Regions from separate parts of the Pan troglodytes genome. Here region 2 is linked to region 1. Evidence: chromatin contacts called from public Hi-C data. All regions are on one chromosome and are shown on one strand. The core of a region is the stretch at or near the end of the contact, and the rest is flanking DNA. Distances in the headings are between cores, read along the strand shown.

Region 1 (4,533 bases), core at 597-3,096:
CCGCGCAGTGTCTGAGGCCCAGTGCCCGGCGGGGCTAGCAACCCAGAGTGCCAGGGAAAATGTGCACAAAATAATATGGAACAAGGCAGTAGAGCCCACTCAGGCACACGCCTCCCACCGCCCTCTCCACCCTCCTCTGGCAGAGCAGGAGCTCCTTGGGCAACTTTAGGTCCTGAGGATGAATCCGCCTGGCCAGGGCTGCAAGGAGACCCCAAGAGCAGCGGAGAGGAGATCACGCGTCTTCTGTCTCCCAAGGATGAACTTGGCGGTAAAAGAGCTGGGGCTTCCAACGGCCGCTAAGATGCAGGGGCCGGTTGTGGGGGGGAGGGCGGTCCTCTGATCCCACGCACGCTTCTACAAATCCGATGCCAGTGGCGAAGATAAAAGACAGAAGAGGGGATCTCAGTAGGTATTATGGCCCCGATCAAAGTGGGCTCCGGAAGCTAGAAGGCGCGGAAGCCCAGCGGGCCCGTAGCAGAGCGCGCGGAGCAACTGGGCATGGCGCGCGGGGGTGCACGGGGCGGACGCGCAGTTCTGGGGGCGCACGGCTCTGGACTCTGCTCACTCCCGCGGCCTCTCCCCCGCCCTCGACTCCGCCGCAGCCTGGGCCGGTCCTCGCGGTCTCCCGACAGCCAACGATGGTTTACAAACACACATGCACTTCGCTGAAGGATGTCTGGGCAATCCCGCTTCCCGCTCGGCGTCCTTGGCGACGCTCTGCACCAGGACCTGCCCCGAGGTCACGCAGAAAAGACAAAAGGGCAGTCGGGCCGCCGCAGCCGGGCAGAAATATCCACTAGTCAGCACTCCGGCGAGGAACTCCAAGAGGCCAAGTGGAAGATGAGAGCTGCTGCGACGACTGAGTGGGGACTGACTGGGGGCGGACTTAAAAACCAGGCAGACCGGAAGGAGTGGAAAGGCAAAGGCCAAGGTTGGAGGTGTCAGCGTCCTGCTGGGGCGTACCGGAGAATGGCTCGGTGGCAGGTGGGCGGGTGGGATCCACTACTCCAGGCAGAACCAGGCGGCAGCTGAATGGCAGTAGTGTGTGCGCGCGTGTCAACCCCGCTCGTCTCCCGGATAAGCCGCAGCTCCGCGGCAGACACCTGATGGCAAAGGTAGAAGAAACAAGAGCCGGGTTCCGGAGGGCGCAGAGCCACGGCCGGCCCCCGGCGGTCTCCCACTAGTGGTTCTTCCTTCTCAAAGTGCAGCAACTTTTCCCAGGCTTTGAATCCCGTCCCCCAAGGCCACAGTGGCGGTACCCCTGCCGGCGTGGCGACGCCGCCCGGCTCCTGGCGCTGCACCTGACGCGGCGGCCGCAGTCCCGAGTAGTCCTTCTCCTTCTAGCCCCTTCCCCTCTCCCACTGCTTTCCTGGCCTCCCGCTCCAGGGAGCGAGGTGGGGGAGAGGGAGGGCGACGACTCAGAGCGGGGACTCGGTGGCTCTGCCGACTCCGGAGCCCCTGGCAAGTGTCTAAACAATAGGACGGACGCAGCAGCCCAAGTCTCGCTTGTCTGGAAGGAAGGTGGGTTGTTGTCGTAACTGGAGTTGTTCGCTGGGGCTGACTGGCGCTCAGCGTAGCCAAACAAAAACCCGGCCCGCGCCTCCGGAGCCGGCTGCGGGCCCCCGGCGCTCCCCTTTCTGCTCAGCACTCCCGCCGTGCCCAGAAAGCGCGGCAGCTCCGGCCTGCGCCTGGGCGCTTCGGCGCTCCCATGCCTCGCAGCTGCCTCCGCCTCCGCCGCCGCCGCCGCCGCCGCCGCCTTCTTTTTTTTAACCACAGTCTGCGGCAGCCACCACCACCGCCGCCAAGCTCCGCCGTCCGGGAGCTTCCCAAATAAATAACACCAAGTCCGAAGTTGAGCCGGCGCGGGCCTTATATAGCCGCCCGAGCCCCCGCCCCCTGACCCCGCCCCTCGCGGCCCAGGCCCGCCCCCTGGCTGCGCTCTGGGAGCCCGCACCTCGCTGGGGAGAGGGGAGAGGTGAGGCCGGGGCTGCCAGCGCTGGGCGGAGGCGGCGGCTGGCGGCGCGCGTTCCCGTGCGCCCTGGCTCGCCCCCTCGCTCCCACGCGCGGGCAAACTTTGCCCGAGGAAGGAGCCACCCGAGCCCCAGCCCCCAACTCCTTGGCCCCAGAGGTGACCTGGGCTCGGAGATAGTCGTTTGCAGTGGGAGAATGGGGAGAGGTCGGCTTTGAACGCGGCTCATAAATAAACAGCCCTGCCAGTGCCTCTCCTGCAGCTTTTGCCACGCGATCCTTAAGGGGGCTGTTGGCTGTTTGCAGCGCAGCAAGAGACAGAGAGACAGAAACAGAGAAATTATGATTTAAATTTAAGAAAAATCCTACCGAAATAGATCTGCCTGCGCTTACAGACACACACGTGTATTTTGGGGAGCTGAAAAGTTCAGTTTTTGCAAGTTGGAAAACAGCATTTTCCAACCTTCATGCTTGCCTTTCTATCTCCAAGCCACCCCCTTCCGTTTAACCCTTCCTTTGTAGACACACACTGAACCACACCGTGGTCAGTTGATGTCTTGGGTATTCAATACTCTCACAAAACTCTTAAGGGCTTGAATGTATCTGTGTGATTTTTTACTCTCTTATGAGAGAAAGGAGGGGAAAAAATAAATCCCTAGCAACGCACATTATACCAGAAGGTTTTCTTTATTTCAGGGCAGTTCTGGATATTTTTTTCCCCGCTATGTTTTGAAAGAGAATTTCCTTGTTTCATCTTGTCTCTTTAGTGTGACGTATGTCTGGCAACGGCTGCCTCTCTCGCCCCCCTTTCCCCCCCAGCAAGAGCCAATGTCACTGTAAGTTTGAAATGACATCTAAATGACTCTGCTCCTTCTCTTGGATTTAATATGCATCATCTTGTTGTTCTTCCTCCCATTTCCACGTTAAGAAGCTTTCCCTGGAATTTGTGCAAGTCCCCGCCTATAACCAGCCTCATATTGTAGTAGTTATTTGTATAATTATTAGAAGCTTCCTTGAAAGCAAGACCTGTCCAACTCTTTGTATTTCCAGCATCTATGCCTGCCACATAATAGGTTTCCTCATAAGTAACCGATTTCTTCAACTCAAGAGTATGCTCAACCTAAAATCTCTGCAATATCCTCATTAACGTTTTTCCTGGTTAACATTTTCTAAGATGTCCTTTCATAATGGCTACCCCTACTTAACTCATTTTGCCTGCCTTGGAAAACGTAAGCCTTTTCGAGGACATACCCAAAGGCAGGGTACCATCTGATAACTGAATTGGAACTCTTAGGATTACTCATTTTAATGCCACAGATTTATATTGCTCTATTCTTTTAAAACCTTCAAAAACATTTGACATTTATTAACTCATTTGTCCTTCTAGATTTTAGCTTAAAGGTCTGTTATGTAACTTCCTTGAGGAGGAGAAAAAAGAAGCCCTTGTCACATTTTCTTGTAAGGAAAATGAGATAAAGAACAAGTACCTGTCATTGAGGAAGGAGCTCCCCCAACCCTCAGTGAATTTTCCTTAGTGTGTACCAGTAAATTATGTGGTTAAATATGGTTACTGGTACATTAATTTATTTAATTTCACAACTTTAATATCTTGTCAGCAACAAGAGGTGTTTGTGTTCAACTTTGTGCACCACATAGAATTGTTGTTCCATTTTAATTCTAAGAACATATCCTGCATTCCAAATATTTATAAATAATATTATTGATATTGTTGCATAAGTGAAATTCACAGACATAAGTTCAAGTTTGATTCTATCTCTGATCACTTTCTGTTTTGTGTAAAACCAAGGAGAAACTAACATACATAGCAACATGCCTACAGAAACATCTTTTTAAAATTTGATGCCAATTTAAATAAGAAGCTATGTTCAGTGGATTTCATTCAGAAAAAAGACTGTAATTAATTCTTGAGAGGCATATCTTATTATTTTTTGTGTTATTAACTTTTTAGTTGATAAGGGGAATTTTATACATACATAAACAACCAGGTCTCCTGTCCTTTAACATATTACTGTATTATTCCATTAGTATTACTGCAGGATGTTTATTGAAGGCCTTGCAGGCTTCAGTAACATTAACTTCTAGGTCTTAATTCTTTATGGATTATTTTGCTCCCATGTGAATTTCTGAGTTTCTCTTTGACTGTTAAACCCAGCCTGAAGAAAGCCTTCTGTGGTGCCTCTTGTCACCACATGAGGTCTCCATAAATCCTGACCTGGATTAAGCAGAAGTGGAATCCACTATAGCCAATATCCGAGTCTCCTATTATCTTGCAAAAAAAAAAAAAAAAAAAAATCCAGTTCCTACAATAATTTGGAAACAATGTAGACAATCACCTATGCAGCAAAGAAATAAAAAGCATCAGAATAATGTGTAGGTTATTAAATGTCTAATAAACTTTGCATTTTTTTGAAATAAAAAGGTTGTGAAGTTGGGTTATATGGGAAAAGGGAGGAAGAAAAGAGAATTTATGAAAAAGAGATAACGAAGAGTAAAAATTATAGTTCTCTGTCTTTTTAAACAAAGGTAGGTAACAGTAATTGCATT
Region 2 (4,633 bases), core at 335-2,834, 180 kb before region 1:
AGTGGCTTTCATCTGGCTGGTGGTTGCTGTAAGATTCAGAAGCTAACTAAATAAAGTATGTGGTATCCACATACACAGAGTCTGAAGGTATTTTTTTTTCTAGCATTCCTTTGGAAGCATACCTTAACTCACAGATAGCAACAGTACAGTTGACAGCACTAGTTTTTAGGAAGTGGAGGAGGAAGTGTGAGAATGTAATGTGGCTATGAAGGAAAAAAATATCATCTTTGCGAATTTTTAAAATTCAAATGATTCTTCTTAAGCATATTCTACCGCAGTGAAAACTGTGCAAATTAGAGCACAAACACTTAAGTACTTTAATTAAGCAAAGAACACACCCCTCACATTTATGTTTTCAAGATTTATTTTTGCAATTAAAGTAATGAATCTATTCAAGAAAATTTTAGTTTTTAAAGAGTTCTCCTAATTGTATAATTTTTTCCAGCTTGTAAAATGCCCGATAAGAGCTCTTCAGATTTTCCAAAACATTCCCCTTACATCACGTTGTGAGAAATACTTTGAAGGCAGCATTTATGCACTTGGAACAGGATACTCAGGGTCCAGGAACAACACCTATTAACTCTAAAATTAAGTAAGTCACTTTGCTTCACACCTCTGGTGGCCAAGTATTAAAAAAAAAAAAAAAAGGCAAACAGTCTGCAGCTATGAATGAAGGCTCAGGAGTCCTTTCATAATATTCCAGTTGATCGTGGTCCTTGTTGAGAGGTCTTACCTCATTTCCCACACATTTTCTGACCTATTTTGTCTGCCTTTTCTCAGAAGTATTTTTCTTGCTTCACTGTGGACTAAGCAGTAAACTAATTATCTTGTTCAAATCCCTTTGTAACGCCCCTAATCCTATTAGTCATAAGAATGTCTGAATACTGATTGCAAACCTTATTTTCCTTTCTGTCTTTTTAAAGAGAGAGACAAAAAGAGAGAAAGGTCCAGTGGTTTTGTCCTAGGGGATGGGGAGGGGTTGCAGTGAGCAGCTCTAGCCAGTTCACTGAAGGCAAAGGCAGTTCTGGCCAGCCAAAATCGCGCCACCTAACATACAGAAAAATTTCTCTCCTGTATTCCTTCCTTCCTTCCTTCCTTCCTTCATTCATTCATATTTTGTGTGCTGTCTGTCTCTCTCTCTCACACACACACAAGCACACACACACACAGAGTGAGAGATTTACACACACACACACAAACACACACACAGAAAGAGAAAGAGAGAGAGAGAGAGATTTAGTTATCATTTGTATCAGTTGGAATGTCTTACAATAATCAAGTTCCAAACACTCCTACTCACAGTAGAACATGCTGAACCCTGGCCCCGGCCAGGAGCTCAACTTCACTTTCCTCCTTTTATCAGGGACATTTTAAGGAAGAGGGTGACGCTATTCCAAGAAGTCAAATAAGCTATATGAAGTAGAGGAAATGAACAAATGTTACGGCGGACCTCGACCAGCCCTTCCAGTCTTAACTTCTTTTCTTCAAAGAACTCTCGCAAGTCTTGTTAAAGCACTCTCTCTCTGCCTCTGTAGAAGATGCCAAGACCGCTGCCTCCTGCTGTCTATTACTGAGGGAACTTTAATCACTTTTCCTTTTTTGTTCCCACTGGGGAAGGAGCCAGACTGCAGCGAAACGCCTGCAGTCAGAGTCGATGTTAAAGAGCATGAAATTTATCTGACTTCCATAAAAGATGCGTTCAGCCCTTCCACTCCTGCTTTTGCCAGGCAGGCTGCTCTGGGGATAGCTGCTCTGTCTTTAAAAAAAATAAAAATAAAAATAAAACACAAATATTTACTTTAAATATAGAGGCACACTGTCACCTCCTAGCATCTAATTTTCCTAGTCCACCTTGCCTTCCTACTCCATTCCCTTCCAAAAAAGTCTATGTTCTTGACATGTAAAGTCAACTTTTTTCCATTAGTAAAAGTGTCTCCTTATTGCATTATTTGTTTCTGATAGTAAAAGAAGGTATTGTTTTAGAAACGACCTTGAAGAAGATACGATATGAGTTAGAGGAAAACCCATTCATTAACATTATTTCTGGGGCCTGAGAAAAATATTACAAACATGAGGAAAGTGTAGATTCCTTAGATCGGATCTCAGGCTGTCAACATAACACGGTTCAAATACTAAGTGCTTCTATTTTGATCTATCGCCATCTTTAGCAACCAAACAGTCTGTTAAGACGCAGAAAGTTGGGTTTCTTCTGGACAGTTACTTGGCATACAGGAAAGAGTTAGTGAGTGTCAAGTGTGTGTGTCGATGGTATAGACGTAGATGTGGATCTCAATGTAGAGCCTGTGGTAAAAAGGAAGTGTGTATCACTCCTGGGATACACATGGCCTGCTGCTTTAAGGAAAGCAAAGGCCTATAGAAAGTGTGATGTCGTTGTTAGCAGTAAACTGTAATGAGAATACGAGGCCCCATGGGCGGGAGGATGAGCAAGTTGTATGGTATTTATACAATGTGTTATTGGATGCAGAAATGATTCTAGGTAGTTTAAGGAAATGTGTTTTATACAACAGGATACATAAATAAATAGGTAAGTAACTTGTAGTGAAGGTTAAGGGTTATTCATTCACAGTAAGCCTTGTCCCAAGTAAGAGGTGAACTATAAATTTAGTTGTGTTCTTGGCAAAGAGAAAAGATGTTCCGTCTTTGATATTAAAACATACCAGCTATCCAGGAAAAACACATTTTTTTCCCTGACGCTGCAGTAGAGAGTGCATCTGCCTGAGAGGCCACATGAGAAAACAGTGCATAATGTCCTCAAAAACATTTCTACATAAATACAAGAGTAAATGTCTCAGCAGCATCTTAGAATATCCCTCAAGAAAGTCAAGGGCATAATAGCAAGTAATTATGTTAGGACCAAATTCACATGGCTAAGCATGAGCCTGCAACTCCAATGGTCTAGCTTGTAAGATATACCCTAAATCTGAAAATTATTACTGTAATATATGACAACACGGAACATGTGAAAAGAAATAAGAAAAAAAGAATTTTTAAAACATGTATACTAATCTAAAAATAGTAACTCTTACAATGTACTTCCTGGACTGCTTAGTCTGTGTTTTTTTCAGTACGATACAGCCAACATCTTATGTTCTATACAATTGTAAAAAAACTCATATAAACTTTTCCTGGTTAGCTTAATTTTAGTTTTTATTCAAAAGCACTAAATGAAAATATAATTTGTTATCCTTATTTATTTAGAACATGATAGATTGATTTTAATACTCTCCACTGATATCCTCTGCCAGCAGATGAAATCCAAGCATGGCCTAAAGAGATCAAGTAGACCTGGTTCCTCTTCACCCTCCAGCTTCATTTCTTGCTACCCTCTTCTTCACTCACTGCTATTTCTGTTACTCAGCTATAACAATATAAATTTATGGCACAGGGATTTTCCATTTCCTGATTTCTCTCTCTCAAATGCAGTTGATTGTTTGTTCCTTCTCTGCATTTGGGACTCAGCTGAAATACCCAATTCTCAAAGAGGCTGTCTCTGATCCTCCCATCTAAAATAGCTCTCCCCTTTTCCCACTCCAACCCATGACCCTCTTTTATTTACTTCCTGTTACTTCCTGTTATCTGAAATGATCTCGTTTGCCTCTTAAAAATTTATTCGTGTACGTAATCATTACTTCCAGGTTCTCCACCATCAAATGTTAAGAGCCAAGAAGACAGAAAACTTGTTGCTTCATTTATGTCAATAACTGTGAAATAGAATAGGGTCTTCCATAAATATTTGCTGGAAATGTGAATGAACTAAATTTACCATTAGAAAAGATAGTGTCTTTCCAAATATAGAATAAGGGCTTAAATTACAATCCACATTTTAACATTTAGAAAAATTGGGATTGCATAGGAAACTTCATGGAAACATATGAAAAAAATAATTTCTGCCTTGATTATGAATCAAGCAGAGGAACCGATAAACTCGCACCGAGAACAAGTCTTTTAATGATATTAAATTACTTTCCGTCTATTTTGAAAAGCACCTCTGTGTGCCCAGGATATGTCCACAAACTTCATGTGTTTAAGAGGCAGCCTGATCCCCATGAAGCAGCTTCAAAAGAAAGTCAAAGTCGAAACGTCCATCTGTGCCATAGAGGACCTGACAGCTCATAACAAGACCACAGCAAATGGACTTACTTCCTAAGACACAAAGCCCCGTGAATATGGAGGAAAAGTGATGTTATTTGCTGGCCAGCAGCTCTCAGGCCACAGCCCCTCCTAATCCCCAATTGATACTGACAACTGCAGTGACCAGGGCTAAAGCGGAGTTCAAGTGGGGAGCAGGATAGACGCCACTTTAACGTGTCAGCAATTTCCCATTTAAAATTAATACTGTACAAATGCCCTTCCATTAGCAGAGTCAAATTATAGTCCTGGAAGCCCTTGTTTAATGGAAAAAACGATGCAGAATACTACAGAAGTCAGGCCAGGAACCCAGTGGAAAGTCTAGCTGTTAGATGGAAGGAGAGATCATCCAAGAGTTGTAAAATACTGTATTTTCTATTATGGCCACTTAGGGGCACTCAAAGGCCTAGAAATGGTCTTTTGAGTCCAAATTATAGAACCCAACCTTTTCAGTGTGAGAACAGCAAACAATATATAATAAGTA

Evidence for each region. Hi-C and Micro-C count contacts between places; a contact is called where the count stands out from the background.
Region 2: a contact with region 1 is called in a Hi-C map of stem cell-derived neural progenitor cells, with 2.6 times the contacts expected there. The contact joins the enhancer-like site here to the promoter of SLIT2 in region 1. A contact is called at or near these places in 1 of 7 Hi-C or Micro-C datasets (stem cell-derived neural progenitor cells) and 1 of 1 datasets of contacts at active chromatin or transcription factors (stem cell-derived excitatory neurons).

What each region holds. Positions count from the first base shown.
Region 1 is chr3:20,717,481-20,722,013 of NHGRI_mPanTro3-v2.0_pri, reverse strand. It overlaps SLIT2 (slit guidance ligand 2), which reads right to left and starts at 1,846. Exons shown (of 37, transcript XM_001163449.6): 1 at 1-1,846.
Region 2 is chr3:20,896,607-20,901,239 of NHGRI_mPanTro3-v2.0_pri, reverse strand. The region is part of intron 4 of SLIT2 (slit guidance ligand 2); the gene reads right to left. Among named protein-coding and RNA genes, the nearest start is that of MIR218-1, 98 kb to the left of the region's middle. Within about 2 kb of position 1,584, at least 6 of the 24 cell types and tissues checked have an H3K27ac peak or open chromatin away from gene starts, as enhancers often do. A contact at or near this core is called in stem cell-derived neural progenitor cells, where this site is marked.